Regions from separate parts of the Mus musculus genome. Here regions 2, 3 and 4 are each linked to region 1. Evidence: chromatin contacts called from public HiChIP or PLAC-seq data. All regions are on one chromosome and are shown on one strand. Each heading gives the region's core, a stretch centred on a gene start, on an enhancer-like site or on the middle of the called end of the contact. The rest is flanking DNA. Distances are from core to core; before and after follow the strand shown. Region 1 has its middle 18 kb from the start of Gm30173. Region 2 has its middle 43 kb from the start of Gm30292. Region 3 overlaps Gm30351 (a long non-coding RNA gene). Region 4 overlaps Gm30292 (predicted gene, 30292).

Region 1 (3,868 bases), core at 859-3,358:
GAGTGGAGTGGCCACCACAAGCCACGCCAGCTCAGCCATGGGGAGATGTGCTCCACTCTCTTGCTTACCTAACAGGCCTTCATCGGCAGAGCCTCTGCTTCTGGAAGGTCATGGAGAAACACCTAACAGGTTCCCTTTCTCCTGCAGCCACTATCGGCAGTTTGCTTGTGGCCTTTGGTCTCATTTTCCTGTGGCAAAGGACTTAGGTACGTGAAGCAGGATAAAGGCAGCTGTGGGAGGCCCTCAGGTCAGAGAGTGAAATGGCAAGATCCTGACTGCCCTAGGGAGGCTCAGCCATCCTGTTAAGTATCTGCCTTTCCCGAGCCTTCAGTGTGTGAGGGGGAAGCTGCACTGGGCTTTCCTTTTGGTTTTTGCTGTTTTCTTCATTTGAGTCTGATGATCTTGAGAGTGAGTTTTAGTTCTTTTTTTTAAAAATTATCTATCTATCTATCTATCTATCTATCTATCTATCTATCTATCTATCTATCTATGATTTTTCTTTCTGAAGTAGAAAGAAAGCTCAGCTCAGCACCCTTTCCATCTCCGGTCCGTCTGAGTGTATGTATAGAGAAATGGAATCTTGAACTTGAAGATATATCTGATATATTGCCACTGATATAAATACCTGGCAATACCATTTTGTGCGGTTTTTTTCTTTGAACCATACATTTTATTTAGCCCAAACTAGATACATTGCCAAGGTAGGAGTTGGGCTGTGAGGGTTAGTGGGGTTATATTTTGTCAAATGCTTACACGGTTGCCTCCTCCTGGAACATTAGGAAGACTGGTTTCAGGTTAGTGTGTCCATAGGAATGAGGACTGGAGAAAAGAGAAAGAAAGAAAGAAATCCCTTCCAACCACTCACAAAGACCCAGGCCTTCTGGAAACATCGCCTCTGCTCTGCAGTGAGGTTGGAATGGGTTTCTACTTCATTTACCCTGAAAAATATAGTTCCCACCCCCTCTTTCGTGGACTCAAGTGACCTAGGAGGCAAAGAGGGCCAAACGGTAGCATCTTGACTCTTCTCTTCCACACGAATCACAATCTTTCTTTATTAACTGGGTCCTTGTAACTGCGTCATTTCTCAGGCCTAAGCTAAAATCTCTGACAGTGCAGCTCCAGGAAGGACGGGCTTCACAGTTTTAGGGGATACGGCCTATCATGGTGGGGAACCATGGCAGCAGGAATATGAGGCGGTTGCTCACACTGTGTCCCTGGGCACAAAGCAGAGGAAGACGAGTGTCAACCGACACTCAGGACTGCCTTCCTTTTCCTTTATAATTCAGTTCAGGATCTCATTGCCCAACCGAGGTAGATCTCCATTCTCAGTCAAATGTCTCAAGAGGTTCCCTTAAAGGCACACTCAGAACTGTGTTTCTTAGGTAACTACAAATCTTATCAAGTTGAAAATCAAGACTAACCATCCCAGTCCCAATCTATCAGAACGTTGAAAAGAACGTAGAATTGTCAGGGTGGTAACATCTGGACCTGGCACAGGTATGGTGTTGGGCGAGGTGACTATTCATAATGTAATGCATGACATACTTTCAGTTTTGAGCACTGTTTGCATAAGAGGAAAAGCATGTGGGGTCCATTAAGTGATTTTTTCCCCCCCTCAGTTACGAGACTCCTGGTTGAACCTCCTCTACAGGCTGAAGCTGGCCAGTCACCTTGACAACTAAGAAAATCCAAGTAGGCGTTTCAGTGTGAACAGAGTACAAACACCGTCACCACGAGGCTGCATGTACAGGGATGTGAATAGAAGCAGTGTTTCAGGGGAAGCATTATGACAGGGCTTTCTGCTTTTCTTATTTTGTTTCCATGGTAAGTCTTTCTAAAGGCTGAAATAAGTGTCTCGGCACCACACAGGGAGCAGTATGAGGAATGACGCGTGCAGTTACCCATCACCCTCTCTGCAGTACCTCATTCGGTTCCCACAAAAGCCTCGTGGAATACGTGAGGATTACCACTCTTGTTTCACTGAGGGTAAACTGAGGCCTAAAGAAACCAAGAGCCCTGATCATGATGATGCATAAGATGACAGCTACCTCGGCTGTGGTCTGGTGTCTCCACTGTGGTTTGAAGAGGTCAGGCCCAAGTGTGTAATCACAGGTGACATCAACAGCCGCCCACTTCCTGTGGCATTGCTTAATGGGTTGGGTTCTTAGTGAGCGTGATACCCACCACGGACATTTAGAAATGCACGGGGACCTTCAGTTTCAACCCCTGAGATGGGTAAGATGGGGCCTAGGGTGCTATAGAACCTGCTGCATGTAAAACTGTTGTGCAATAACAACAAAATGTTTTTGAAAATCTTTAAGAAGCAAGGCCAGAGAGACAACTCAGTGTTTGAGGAGGCCTGCCTCCAAGCCTGATAACCTGACTTACATGTTGGAAAGAGAGAAACAACTCTCAACAGTTGTCCCCTGCTTTCTACACTCACACCACGGCATCTCTGCACATCCAGCTTTGGTCCTGGGTCTCCTGAGAGCAGCAGACCTCTCTCTGGTCTAATTACAGGAATTAGACTTTGCTGTTACTAACTGCCCAGATGGAAGGTGCCCAGGGATGGGGATCTGACACCAAATCCTGCAGTTGGTGTGACACTGTTCAACCTGTTCTGGCCTGGCCATCCAACCCATCCTGGCCTGACCCTCTGACCCATCCTGGCCTGGCAGGCCTGCTGTTTATGCCAGCCTCACTTCATTTGAAGACTGCCCTTCTGAGATGCCTATGGCTTCCAGTTGGAGGCTAACCTGGGCCACATGTTGAGATCCTGTGTTAAAGAGATTAACAAATCCCTACACAGTGTGTCATACCTGGCAGTAACTCTCATCCCCTAGGGCCCTTTGGGGCAGGTAGGATTAGTAGATCCACTGTATAGTAGAGAAAGAGGCTTAAAGTGATTGTGTAAAGTTTCCAAGACCTCAAGGCTTCTAGGTTCTACAGCCAGGATTCTCCTGTCCATGTGTGGGCTGAGGAGAATCTCAGTAGCCGTTGGCCACTCTGACCAGGAAAGCCAAGGGCACCATTTACTCAGGCACAGCCAGAGTCTCTGGGTTCTTTTTTCTTGTCACCTGGGCACTGGAGCCCAGCGTCCATGGTTTTCAGCTCCTTGCAGTATCCTGGTCTGCTTTGGTAATCATGGTGGAGGAGCTTCCTGTGGGGTGAACACGTTGAAATCCTAAGCTCCCTTCATACCCCTGGGCTCCCCCAAGAGCCACACTGTGTTACACCCCTACCGCTCAGCTCAGATGAGGCCATGGGGGTTCAGGGTAGAGGACAGCATACTGGAGGAAGTGACTGTACACAAGATGGCAGACGAGAGTTCCTGCAGCTCTGGAGGGGAGGTGTATGCTAGGGGAAGTCTGAGTTCACAGACACAGCGCCCCCCCCCCTTTCTAACTCAGGAATGGGCTAGAGAGAAATGAGCCTGTAACCAAGCACAAAGAGGCCCCCAAATGAAAACTCAACACGGTCGATGAGTGCTGTGTGCTGAGCCACAGGAGAGCCAAGGCAAAGGGGAGAGTCTTACTCACATTAATCCTGTCTTCATATATATTACTGGTGTTATATTCATTGTGACTTTTTACTTTAGTTGTGATTTTAAAGGAATATTGTACTAAAATAGTACTCATCTTGATTACTAAGTTTTTGGCAGCCTTTACTCTTAGACACATAGCAAGCACCTGACCTCATGTCTTTTCCATCCTTCACCCAGTACTGTGCTCTGAACACAGCAGGGAAGTATCAAACTTTTTACCTTAAAGCAGTTTTTTTTTAAAAAAAAGATTTATTTACTCTAGCCAGGTGTGGTGGTGCATAACTCTAATCCAAGAACTCAGCAGGCAAAGGCAGTGACAACTTT
Region 2 (3,634 bases), core at 311-2,810, 340 kb after region 1:
AGTGATGCTCTTAGAGCCTGCCCCTGGAAATGGATTTCCTGAGAGGAATGAGAGTCAGGAGAAAGTGAACAAACTTTAAACTGCTCAAGGAACAAGAGGCAAGCAGAAATCCTGGCCCTGTGTACGCTTTACACATACAGAGCACACCCTATGTATGATATGAAAATAGTATCTGAAAGCAAGGCAGCATGGACTATGTCCTGCATTAAACGGATTCACTGTGAGGCAGGAGAAGTCTTATCCCAGCCAGGAGCACACAGTCATGGGACTGGTCCTGACAGGAACGTAGACCCAGCTATGTACAGATGAACTGATTGATGATGGGGGTGGGGCTAAGAAAGAACAGCTTCTAATATCAGATTTGAATAAGATCCTGGTCTGAACAGCTTTAAGGCATCTGTGTGCACATGATCAACGGGGTCCGTGGTCACAAAACTCTTGCAGAAACGGAGGTAGAATCATTTTGAGCCTGTGGAAGCAGTCTACATCCCTGCAGGCTAGCCTAGCTCCTGAGACATTCTGTCATGGCATCCATCCTCCCTCCAGCATCCAGGACTTCTGCGCGCTAATTGGGTTTAAGGAAAACCTGTAATCCCAGTGTTCTGGCAGCTGGGACAGAAAGACTGAAAGCTTAAGGGCAGCCTGGGCTACAGAGTGAGTGATACATTGTCTCAAAAATAAAATCATAAAATAGCTCAAAATAAAATCAATAGAAGTATTTCTGTTTAAAGTACTGAATATTTAAATACTGACTATAAGAATGGACAGCACTCTTGTCTGAAGCTGTAGTCATCAGATGGCTCCCGGAAAAGCATCAACGACCCCCGAGACTTCTGTGTATACCCTGTGGGCAACTCATTTTTATCAGAATCTTTCTTCTCCTTCCTGTGTTGCCAGAACCTTTTGGACATGGGTTCTGGACCAGGAAAGACTATAGTCAGTAGAAATGCACTTGTTGCACCCTGAAGCTTCTCTGGGTCCATCCAACTCTTGGACCTGGGGACTTCCCAAGACTTTGCCCTAGGCTGCTGGAGAGTCTCATCTGTCTTCTCTGCTTGGCTGTACACTCACTGATGGCTAATGGGAGCAGGCTGTAGCGTGGGAAAGGCGAAGAGGGTTGCTACAGTGTTGCGGAGACTCAACGCTAGGCAGACTCTAGCTACCTTTGACAGCGACAGGCTGTTGAAGAGCAAGCGCTGCCTGCAGAGAGCTGGACTGTGGTTTGCTACTGTGGACACTGACTTCATTTGTTCTTATTTCTTGTTCTCAAGACAGCCTATGAATGCAGACTTGCCTGGAATTTTGAAGTGCATAGATTATTAAGGTAGGGAAGAGAAAATGTGGGTGTTAGAGGGGGACCACACCCAGGCAGCTGCCTAGGATACAGGCTCTGTAGTGTATTCTAGAAGTCCCTGGCAGAGCTCGGCCTCCAACAGAATTCTCCTCTGCCCTGAGACCGCCCATCTTCTCCTTCCAGGTTGTCTCAGCAGAACTCACCGTCTTGGCTGGCCTCTTCAGCCCTGGTTCATCTTCTCATCTGTCAGGGACCCACCTGTGGCTTTAATGTGGGCCTGCCTGAGCCCCACCCTCCTACACCCTGTGGTTATCGGTCCTCCACCCTGATCTTATCATCTGCAGGAAATCAAAACACCATGTGTGTGAGCATAAAATTCTGTCATTTATTTGTGTTGCAGACTTCAGGAAGAGGAGAGAAAGAGAAAAAAAAAAAATCACAGTTCACTTTTCATTAAAAAAAAGGGGAGGGGGGTCACAACGTTTAATTCTTAGTGACCTAAAGTCAGCTAAAGTCAGCTTCACTAACGACCAGGAAATGCCTGACCCTCGGGTCCTCACTGTTGTCATGAACTCCAAACGTTTTAAAAATGGAAATTAAAAAAAAAAAAAGTAATTACCTCTTAGCGTGTTAAAAAGTTAAGTTGAATTGCCCATTACCATGGAGATGGCTTCCTGTTTACCACACTGGTCGCCCAGCTGTTGAAGACCAGCCACCCAGCCAATGAAAAGACAGCTTTTAGCTTCCCTTATTCCATTAGTGCTTCAAATAGTGAGTCAATACAACCTGTAATTTACTAGTCGGTAAAATTTGATAAATTGTGTTTTCATATATATTAGTGGTTTTACGTTTAACAAAGTCCATCATATGGAATTACCACTATGGTTAAAAACATTATTTTATATTTTGAGAGGTAGGGGCTTCCCTGTGCTTAAAATGCCTACCCTGTGCCTTTTAAAATTCTGGTATAGCATTCTGGTACTTCAGACAGCCTCCTGCAATAAGGAATTGTCCTCTTTCCTCTTCACTGGTCAAGAAAGCTGCACTATTACCCAATACTGATACATAATATCCTTTATAACAAAATCAAGACTCTGGCTACCAATCCCCAAAGACCCTAGGATTCTAAAGTACACTATTTTGTGTCTGATAATAAATAAAAATTATTTGAAAATTGAGAAGTTTTTATTTTTCTTCCCGGCCTGCATGTAAAAATATTATCAAGCTACCTAATGAGTCCAAGGAGATGGGACCACAGATTTCAGTAACTAAATCATTTGAAGAAGAGAGGTATGGGGACTTGGGTGGAAGTGCCATGCACCTGGGAATGTGGCGATATTCGATACAAAGTATGGCGATAAAGAAGAGAGTAAAGTGTGTAAGCAGGAGGAAGCCAGCTCCCAGCAGTTTGTTGGAAAGCTTCAAAAGAGCCCTCCTGTGAAACAGTCGGCAGCTAACCACAGCTCTGGGAGGCTTCTCCTCACCTTGGAAGAAGCTCAAAGCTTCCCTAATGAGCCCTCAGGTCTCCACAGTTTCCTGCCCAGACCTTTTGGGTCTGGTCTTTTTGTCCCTTTCCTGCTACCTCCCTGTCCTTCTCAGAGGCCTTTGTGCAGCACCAATGGCTTTGGAATATAACTATCTATGCCACTGAAAATGGTGGCATCTTGAGGCAGAATGTGCTGTGCACTTAAACTTTATCTTAAGCAATTTAGGTATCTGCGGTAATGTTCGAATGGGATAAGCATATCTTAGTGGAACCCTGGCAGTACCAAACTCTGTACAAGAAGATTTCTTAAGGGAGGTTTTGAGACAATGTTTCTTTGTATAGCCCTGAATTCACTCTGGAGGCCAAGCTGGCCTTGAACTTAGAGATCCACCTGCCTCCTCAACGCTGGAGTGCACCACTACAGTCCCACTGCAAGAAGACTCTTATATAAAATAGCTTAATGTTTGTGCATAGCCTAGGTCCACCCCCCTGAACACTTCAGATTAATCTAGAACAGTACAATATCCAACCCATTGCAAGCATGGTGAATAGTTGTACGAAATGTTTAGAGAATTGTGACAAGATAAAAGGTTTGAATGTAACTCTGGTGGTGTGACATCTTCCCAGTGAGTCTGGAATTTAGTCTGAAAGCCATTCAGTGAGGGATGGAAAGAACGATACAGAGTTCAGGCAAACGTGGATGCCGTTTGAGTAGAATTGCTTGTGCATCCTCGTTGGGGGCTGGCCTCTGCCCTAAGTCAATTCTATTGATGATACTTGTGCACTTATCAGAAATACTCCCTTCTCCCTCAAGAGACTTTATATCTGAAACACAGATGTATTTTTTTAAAATC
Region 3 (3,852 bases), core at 913-3,412, 460 kb after region 1:
CCCCTTCTGCTTATTGATAAGAAGGGGAGATAAAAATTGGCTAGGCAGCTTTAGGGTAAAAGAGCCCAAAGGAAATAGTTTTAGTTTTGTTTTGTTTTTGTTTTTTGTTTTTCTGTTAACTGAAATCCAGAAAAGCTCTTGGGCCCATGTTGGTAGCTTTATGCTTACTGGAGGCCAGAGATGCCAGGAGGAAGGTCTGGCTTTTCTTTGTCTTTCTTCCTTAGATGGGTACCTCGCTCCTGGAAACCATACTGAAGACCTGGCCACCTAGTGTGGAAACTGGACAGTTCATGATGGCTCCATTTCTTCATCAGGTAAAGCCTTGTTAAGTCCAGGACAGTGGCACTTGAGTGGCACCCACTCCCGGAGACCCCTCTTATGCACCAGAGCTCTGACTTTTTGCTTTGAAGATCCTTACAATAAGGTGCATCTTTCTAAAACTCGCCCACTGTGCTCTGAGAATTTCATTCTTCAAATCCAGGAGACAAGTGCCCAGAAGCCACTCACTCAGGGTGGTGTTGGCGTTGGCTCGGTCATATTGCTGGGAGCTTACTTCTCCCACACCCAAGTTAACCTCACCTAGAGCCAAGAAAGACTGTGTGGTTCTCAGAAATACCTCAGTGTTCTATCAGTTCTGTTCGTACAATGCATCTGCGTGGTGATATTTCACAGGCCCCGCTGACTACCTTCACTTCTTCAAGGCATTCTGATTTTTGCCCCTCAAAACTGCATCACTACAAATGGCTGGCTTTTGCTACTCATTCTCTGGTATCCCTGAGTATTTGATAGTGAACATTACCGGTTTATAATGTCACATTTTAAAATCAGTGGCCCCAAGCGTGGACACGTTATTTGTCCTCTGCATGAGAGTATCTTTGCTGACTGAAGAAACTACCTTTGTAAGGACGGAGAGAATAAGGACGTAAGAGAAAAGAATGACAAAGAAAAATGGCTCAGTAAATGGGACTTTAAGACATCTTTTTAGATCACATGTCCTTTAATTATTTACAGCCAAATCTTCAGAAAGCAACACATTAAAACATCAGTGACAATAACAGCCGACATGTAATGCTGCCAGACACCGTTCAGTGCCAGGTGTACGTCCATTCTCTTAACCTTCACAGCATCCTTGCATTCCCTACCCCTGTGTCTGTCTGTCTGTCTGTCTGTTTCTCTCTGTCTCTCAGTCTGTGTGTCTATCTCTGTCTCTCCCTCTATGTGTGTGTCTGTCTGTCTCTGTCTCTCTCTCTGTCTCTCTGTCTCTGTCTGTCTGCCTGTCTGTCTGTCTCTCTCTCTGTTGACTATCTGCAGAGTTAATCTGAATTTCCTTTTGGCTTATACTTCACAGAATTCCTATCAAATGGAGACTTGTGGATAAGGCAGATGACAAAGCCATCTGGCCACACTCTATATAAAGCCAAGCTTCTGACCAGAGGTTTCCAAGACATCGTCATCACCACCTCCCATCTCTGGAATGGCTCCAGAAGCACAGGTCCTACACAGGTCACAAGAGGATGATGATGATGATGATGATGATGACATCAGCAGAGGCAGTGGCAGCCACAGGGTGGTCCAAACAGGAGCAAACATCAAATATAATTTTCCTGATGGTGGGATTTTCTGCTTTGAAGGGTTCACAATCCTGAGTATTCACAGTGAGAGCTGAAATAAAGTTTTACCCAGGACCATCTGAAGGGACCAGGTAAAGATAGAAGGAGCAGTAGGATTTTCAATCTGTATGGTCTTTAGAAGAGCCACTGCGGTGGGAGAAAACGCTGGGCGTGGCACTTTGAGAAGAGTCCACATAAATGCACCTTCTCTCCAGTTCCCTCCCCAACACAAGGAATTCCACGGGAAGCTTACCTACGGACTGCCAATCCCATCTTTAAATGAATATATGCCCATGGATGAATAACCTTAAGTAAATATATTTTAAAATCTAAAGGGGGGAACTAAGTCAGGCATTTGCTATAAATCTTACTATGTGTCTTAATACCTCTGTGTCCTAAAGCAAAATTGCTGGGAGGTTTCTCTTCTGTAAAATGGGCTAACCCTTATAAGCTTGTTGTGAGAATGACTGCACGCGTAGATGCACACCACTTGATAGAGAATCCAGTTAAACACTAAAGCATTTGGTTAAATGATCTGCTAGCGTCAGTTCCTCCCACATCTGCCAATCCAATTAACCGCATCCTCTTGGCAGAGAGAGGGAGAGTACTGTGCTGAGATCAACCTGACCACCTTGCCTGGAAGGAGGCCCGTGTGCAGTAATCACCCACACACTTTTGCTCGCTCCGCTCCCTTCACCTTTGACCCAGTCTACTCACTCCGGTTCACAGAGTGGTGAGCCAATATCACAAAGAAAAGGGACATTTCCTACCTTTGAAAAGAATGGGCAGAGACCCAGCAGACTTGTGGTGCCTGCCATTTCCCATCTGTAAATTTCTCAAAATACTTTCCAGTAAACGATCTGTTGGGGTTCGCGCATCATGATGAATAACGTTAAATGTCGCAGTCATTGTGTGCCTTCTAAATACAATGGTTTCTTCAGAACATGCAGTTGGTAAATTATGAATGGGAGATGGTTTCCACCAGTCTTCTGTTTGCCACAGAGGCATTATAGAAATGTATCAACTCGTAAAAGCGTCTGCTTGATTCCAACAACAAGTGGACAGCATAGTCATGAGTGTCAAGTTCAGTGTCACCTCCAGAATGTGGAGTCCTTAAGTCAGCGGGCAGAGAGGGCAGAGAGTGGATCTTCCTGAGAGCACTTTCAGAAACCACTCTCACTTTCACTGTTTGAAATGTCACTATCACAAAGTTGAAGGCTACAGGTTCATCGTGAACGGGTCATCCGATCCACCATCCTAGTGGGGTGGGGTCATCTAACCCCTGGACCAACTCCTTACTCCCTGCCCACTCAGAAAAAATGCTGCGGGGCGGGGAGGTTCGGAGGGGGGGGCACTATTGTGAAGAGCCACATGCCTTTCCCCAGTCCTCCCTGTTCATCTTCCATTCGATGCCAGACTTATTTAAACAGGCCCAGCTGGGGCTGTGGCAGCCCTCTTTATCTGCCTTCACATTCTTTCCTCTGCCTATTCATGCTGCTAAGTAGGGCTGGACCGGCTTCCTGAAATCTCGTGGGATGTGGGGGCTTTTCTCCCTGCAGCAGAGCCTCTGAACCTAGTTGTTTTGGGTAACTAATTTCCTCCCTTCTTCTCCCTGGAATACACAGAGCTTCCTTTGCCCAGCGTGATAGCCACCACCCCCCAACCCCCCTTCGCACCACAGAGAAGTTGGGACTGAGGTTGGAACCTCCCAGTGCTCTTGAATTTCCTGCTGTCACGAAGCAGGATTTCCTGACTGGAGATGTATATGGTTGAGGCACAACGTGGCTCTATCCTGACCTCAGCATCCTCCTCCTCCTCACTGTACAATATATCATATTTATGTCCCACGGTGATGAGCTCTGCCCTTCAGTCTTCACTTTGAAATATCATTTCCTTCATTCCTCTAGGCTGAACAAACCACAGAGTCCTTCGTCCTCTACCTACCCTTAACCCTGGTTTTGATTCTAGAAGTGTTTCTTTTCGTGTGCTTTGATCTGTAATTGGAAGGATTTCTGTAAGTTAAAAAAAAAAAAAGTTTAAATAACTAAGGAAGAAAATATTGCATGAAGCTTAGTCCTGCTAAAATTTCCTCTTCTATTAAAAAACAGCAAATAACTAAAAAAATAAAAAGATTGGTAGAAATACCTAAAAGTGTATGCGCTCTTTTGTTCTGTTCTCTTTTGTAAGTGCCGCTGCATATCCTGACAACGCCCAGATGTTTCCTAGACACAGTCTTTCCAGC
Region 4 (3,863 bases), core at 629-3,128, 290 kb after region 1:
AAAACAAAACAACTGACAACAGAAGGAAATACTCCATGAGAAGACAGAAGAATGAGAGACCTACTTGTTTGCATACTCAAACATCCCATAAAAACACTAAGCTGGAAGCTATAATATATATGCAGAGAACTTGGTGCAGACCCAAGCAGGACCTGTGCATGGATAGTAGGCCTCTACTGAGTGTCGAGTTGGTCAAAATGTTTTCCCATTCTGCAGGCTGCAGCTTTGCCTGAGTGGTGCTGTCCTTTGCCATGCAGAAGTTTCTCAGTTTCTAGAGGTCCCACTTACTGTTGATCTTAGTGGCTAGGTTATTGATGTTCTGTTCAGAAAGTCTTTTTCTGTGTTCAAAGCTATTCCCCACTTCTTTTTCTACCAGGCTCAGTGTATCTGCTTTTATGTGGAAGTCTTTGATCCATTTGGAACTGAGTTTTGTTCAGGATGATAAGTGTGGGTTTATTTGTTCTACAGGCAGCCACCAATTTGACCAGCACCATTTGTTGAAGAAGCTGCCCTTTTCCCAGGGTGTATTTCTGGCTTCTTTAGAACAAACAAACAAGCAAACAAACACAGCAACAACAAAAACCAGATGTCAGTAGGTGTGGATTAATGTCTTAGTCTTCAACTCCCCTAATCAATGTCTGTTTTTTTGCCATTACTATGCTCGACTTATTACTTCAGATCTGTAGTACAACTTGAAATCGGAGATGATGATGCCTCCTACAGTTCTTTCATTATTCAGGATTCTTTGAGCTGTTGTATTTGTTTTGTTTTCAGATGAAGCTGAAAGTTGTTCTTTCATGATCCATGAAAAATTGTGTTGGAATTTTGATGGGGATTGAACTGAATCTGCTTTTGTCGGGATGGCCATTTTTACTATATTAAACCTACTGAGCCCCGAGCATGGGAGATTCTTCCATCTTCTTCAATGTCTTGAGGTTTTTATCGTACAGGTCCATCGCTTGCTTGGCTAGAGTCACCTCAAGATATTTTGTATTATTTGATGCTATTGTGAGAGGTGTTGTTTCCCTGAGGTTTTTTCTCAGTCCGTTTGTCATTTGTATTTAGGGGGGCCACTGATTTGGGGGACTCAATTCTGAATCCAGCTCCTTTGCTGTTTATCAGATGTGGGAGTTTCCAGGTGGAATTGTTAGGGACACTTATGTATATTAATGATTCATGGGCAAATAAAGATTCTTCGGATGTCTTCCTTTCCAACTTGTATCATCTTAATCTCCTTCAGTTGTCTTAGTGTCTAGCTGAGACTTAGAGCACTATATTGAATAGGTGTGGGGAGAATGGACAACCTTCTTTTGTTCCTGATGTTAATGGAATTGCTTTGAGTTCCTCTCCATTTAAGCAGATGTTGGCTGTGAGCTCACTGCCAACAGTTTATTTTGTTTTGGTGTCTCTTGCATTCCTGATCTCTCCAAGACTTTAATCATGAAGGGGTTTTGGATTTGGTTGAATGTCTGCTCTGCATCTAATGAGATGATCATGTGGTTTCTGTCTTTCAACTTGTGGGTCACTGTGATGGCTAATATCCATATTTCAAAGTCGGGGAAAGTGAAGATCGGAGACACTAATAATATGTACAAGGACATGTAGCTTGTACAAATGTGGCCACAAGGCCAATTCTTTTTGAAACTGTGTACTTGACTTGGCTTCATAGACAACACGCACTCGTGAGAACATGTGCACGCATGCGTGAGTGTGAGTGTGTGTGTGTGTATGTGTGTGTGTGTGTGTGTGTGTGTATGTGTGTGTGTGTGAGACAGAGAGAAGTAGGAGGCCTTTGATGAGGTGATGAGCCAGGTACCACCTACAGGTCTAGGACTACCTATGAGTAAAGTCTGTACTTGGTTTTCTACCATCAGCAGCCTCCAGTTGAGCAAACCTTGATGGCTGGATACGGTTTCACTTTCAACCTCAGGCTGACAGAAATAGTCATGATTCACTCAAATTTCCTGTGAACAGCAATAACCTGGCTTCTCACACTCCAGGGAAGGCTGGCCTGTGATGTTCAGGTCTCGGTTTCTGATTCTTCTGGCCTGTTTGACATCACAGTCTGGATGGGCCATTGGTAAGGCAAATGGCATGTCATACATGAGCATGGAGTCACCATGACCAAAGCCAGAGTCACACCTGTGTACACACAAATTTTGAGTCAAGGACTCAGTGCTCAGTTTAGCCTCTGAGTGATAAAAAATGGGTCATCATCCAGGGTTCTGGTAAAAAAAAAAAAAATCTGGTTTTTCGAGACAGGGTTTCTCTGTATAGCCCTGGCTGTCCTGGAACTCACTTTGTAGACCAGGCTGGCCTTGAACTCAGAAATCCACCTGCCTCTGCCTCCCGAGTGCTGGGATTAAAGGTGTGCACTACCACACCCGCCCCCCCCCCAAAAAAAATTTAAAGATGTAGTAAAAACTGAGTCTTAAATTCTTATTCAGAATTTCTGCTCAATTACACATTAGGGCAAATTTTCCAAATTGACTAAACCTTAATATATAAGAACTCTCAAGAGCAAAGGTGCTGACATGTTGATACGGACCTGCAAGCTTAAGAAGCTGAGTTCAAATCCCTGAATTTAAGTAGAAGACAGACTGGTCTGTAACCCCATCTCTGGGGAGATGGTGGATCCCTGGAGTTTGCTGTCCAGACACTCTAACCACATGGGAAGTTCCAGGGTCAGTGAGAGACCTGTCACAAAAATAAGATGGCAAGCAACTGAAGATGATGCCTAATCTCAACCTCTGGCCTTCACAGAAACACACTTATCCCACCCACACCCACTCACACACCCACACCTCCCCCTCCCCCACACACCTTTACAAATCCTTTCATATCTTCAGCAGTGATAGCTTTTCCCAAACAGGTGACTCCGAGGGTATAATTTCAAGCTTGGAGTTTCATTTGCTTCTAAAGAACAGAGACTCATTCCAACCAGCACACACTAAAAAATGGGATCTGTTGAAAGAATTTGAGATTTTTCTCTCGGAATTCGAGGGGGGGGGGATGTCAGGGTGTGGACAGGTCAGAATGAGAAATTAGCATATGGGCTGGCACCAGCAGAAACCCCCTGCAGTCTTTGATTTTGTCATCTTTGCAGGTTGTCCCTGATTCTCCAGGACACTGACAGGCCAGCTGCCTAGTCCCAAGCTCCCAAGAGGTTTCCTTTGGAAGAGAAAGTACTAATAAATTCAGCTCAGTTTGAGATCGGCTCCCCTTGTCTACCTCTGTAAAGCTAACTAACATCACGTGCAATGACCAGTTTGCTGGGGCGGGGGTGGGGGTGGGGGGCGTTGTGAGGGTTGAGAGCACTGTTGGCAGTTTCCTGCAAGGCATTTTATGCAAGATAGGCACATCTAAAGCAGCCTGCAAAACAACCGTCCAGATATGAAAGAGTTTACATCGTGCATAGGTATAGTAGATTTTTTTTTCCCCTCTCCACATTTTAAATTTAGCCAAAAGAGCAAACGTGTTTCACGGATGGGAAAATGAAGGCAAAGAGTTGTCAATAAGTTGACAAAGGCTACTTGAAACCAGAGTTGCTGGCTCCCAACTCAGGCTTTGAGACATCAAATATTCCTTGAGTTGCCTGGCTGAGGATGCTCTGAGAATGCTCTGTGGTCTTCAGAAAGGGGCAATGAAAAGTGCCAGATGATGTACGGTGAAACCAGGCAGAAAATCTAGTTGATTTGTGGCTCACTCCATACCATCTCACAAGACACCATGTCTCCTCCAAAGTGCAGACAGGTCTGCCAGGGAGGGGCCTGGTCCCTTGAGGACTTTTTTGGTCCAGATCAAATAGTGGTGGTCCAGCTCGGTCTGGGTGAGCCTGGTGCTTTTTCACCAATAAAAAGGAC

The links. HiChIP or PLAC-seq counts read pairs in DNA pulled down with a chosen protein or histone mark.
Region 2: a BATF HiChIP or PLAC-seq map of CD8 T cells shows a contact between it and region 1, with 10 read pairs. The contact joins two enhancer-like sites. A contact is called at or near these places in 1 of 15 datasets of contacts at CTCF or cohesin (large pre-B cells), 2 of 484 Hi-C or Micro-C datasets (CD4 T cells and Th1 cells), 2 of 115 datasets of contacts at active chromatin or transcription factors (CD8 T cells and large pre-B cells) and 1 of 9 other capture datasets (embryonic stem cells).
Region 3: a BATF HiChIP or PLAC-seq map of CD8 T cells shows a contact between it and region 1, with 6 read pairs. The contact joins two enhancer-like sites. A contact is called at or near these places in 1 of 484 Hi-C or Micro-C datasets (cortical neurons), 3 of 115 datasets of contacts at active chromatin or transcription factors (CD8 T cells, T-cell acute lymphoblastic leukemia and embryonic stem cells) and 1 of 9 other capture datasets (embryonic stem cells).
Region 4: a CTCF HiChIP or PLAC-seq map of CD8 T cells shows a contact between it and region 1, with 7 read pairs. The contact joins two enhancer-like sites. A contact is called at or near these places in 1 of 15 datasets of contacts at CTCF or cohesin (CD8 T cells), 1 of 484 Hi-C or Micro-C datasets (nephron progenitors) and 2 of 115 datasets of contacts at active chromatin or transcription factors (CD8 T cells and fibro-adipogenic progenitors).

Annotation. Positions count from the first base shown.
Region 1 is chr3:52,496,918-52,500,785 of GRCm38.p6, forward strand. No RefSeq gene overlaps it. Among named protein-coding and RNA genes, the nearest start is that of Gm30173, 18 kb to the right of the region's middle. Within about 2 kb of position 2,109, at least 34 of the 459 cell types and tissues checked have an H3K27ac peak or open chromatin away from gene starts, as enhancers often do. A contact at or near this core is called in CD8 T cells and Th1 cells, where this site is marked.
Region 2 is chr3:52,838,806-52,842,439 of GRCm38.p6, forward strand. No RefSeq gene overlaps it. Among named protein-coding and RNA genes, the nearest start is that of Gm30292, 43 kb to the left of the region's middle. Within about 2 kb of position 1,561, at least 56 of the 459 cell types and tissues checked have an H3K27ac peak or open chromatin away from gene starts, as enhancers often do. A contact at or near this core is called in CD8 T cells and Th1 cells, where this site is marked.
Region 3 is chr3:52,952,584-52,956,435 of GRCm38.p6, forward strand. Gm30351 (a long non-coding RNA gene) reads left to right here. Exons shown (of 5, transcript XR_375652.4): 4 at 225-314; 5 at 1,349-1,916. Gm30402 (a long non-coding RNA gene) reads right to left here. Exons shown (of 3, transcript XR_867282.1): 2 at 3,756-3,852; 3 at 3,593-3,622. Among named protein-coding and RNA genes, the nearest start is that of Gm30402, 3.4 kb to the right of the region's middle. Within about 2 kb of position 2,163, at least 40 of the 459 cell types and tissues checked have an H3K27ac peak or open chromatin away from gene starts, as enhancers often do. A contact at or near this core is called in CD8 T cells, where this site is marked.
Region 4 is chr3:52,789,228-52,793,090 of GRCm38.p6, forward strand. It overlaps Gm30292 (predicted gene, 30292), which reads right to left. Exons shown (of 5, transcript NR_166453.1): 3 at 2,824-2,916; 4 at 2,549-2,697; 5 at 1-2,142. Among named protein-coding and RNA genes, the nearest start is that of Gm30292, 6.6 kb to the right of the region's middle. Within about 2 kb of position 1,879, at least 15 of the 459 cell types and tissues checked have an H3K27ac peak or open chromatin away from gene starts, as enhancers often do. A contact at or near this core is called in CD8 T cells, where this site is marked.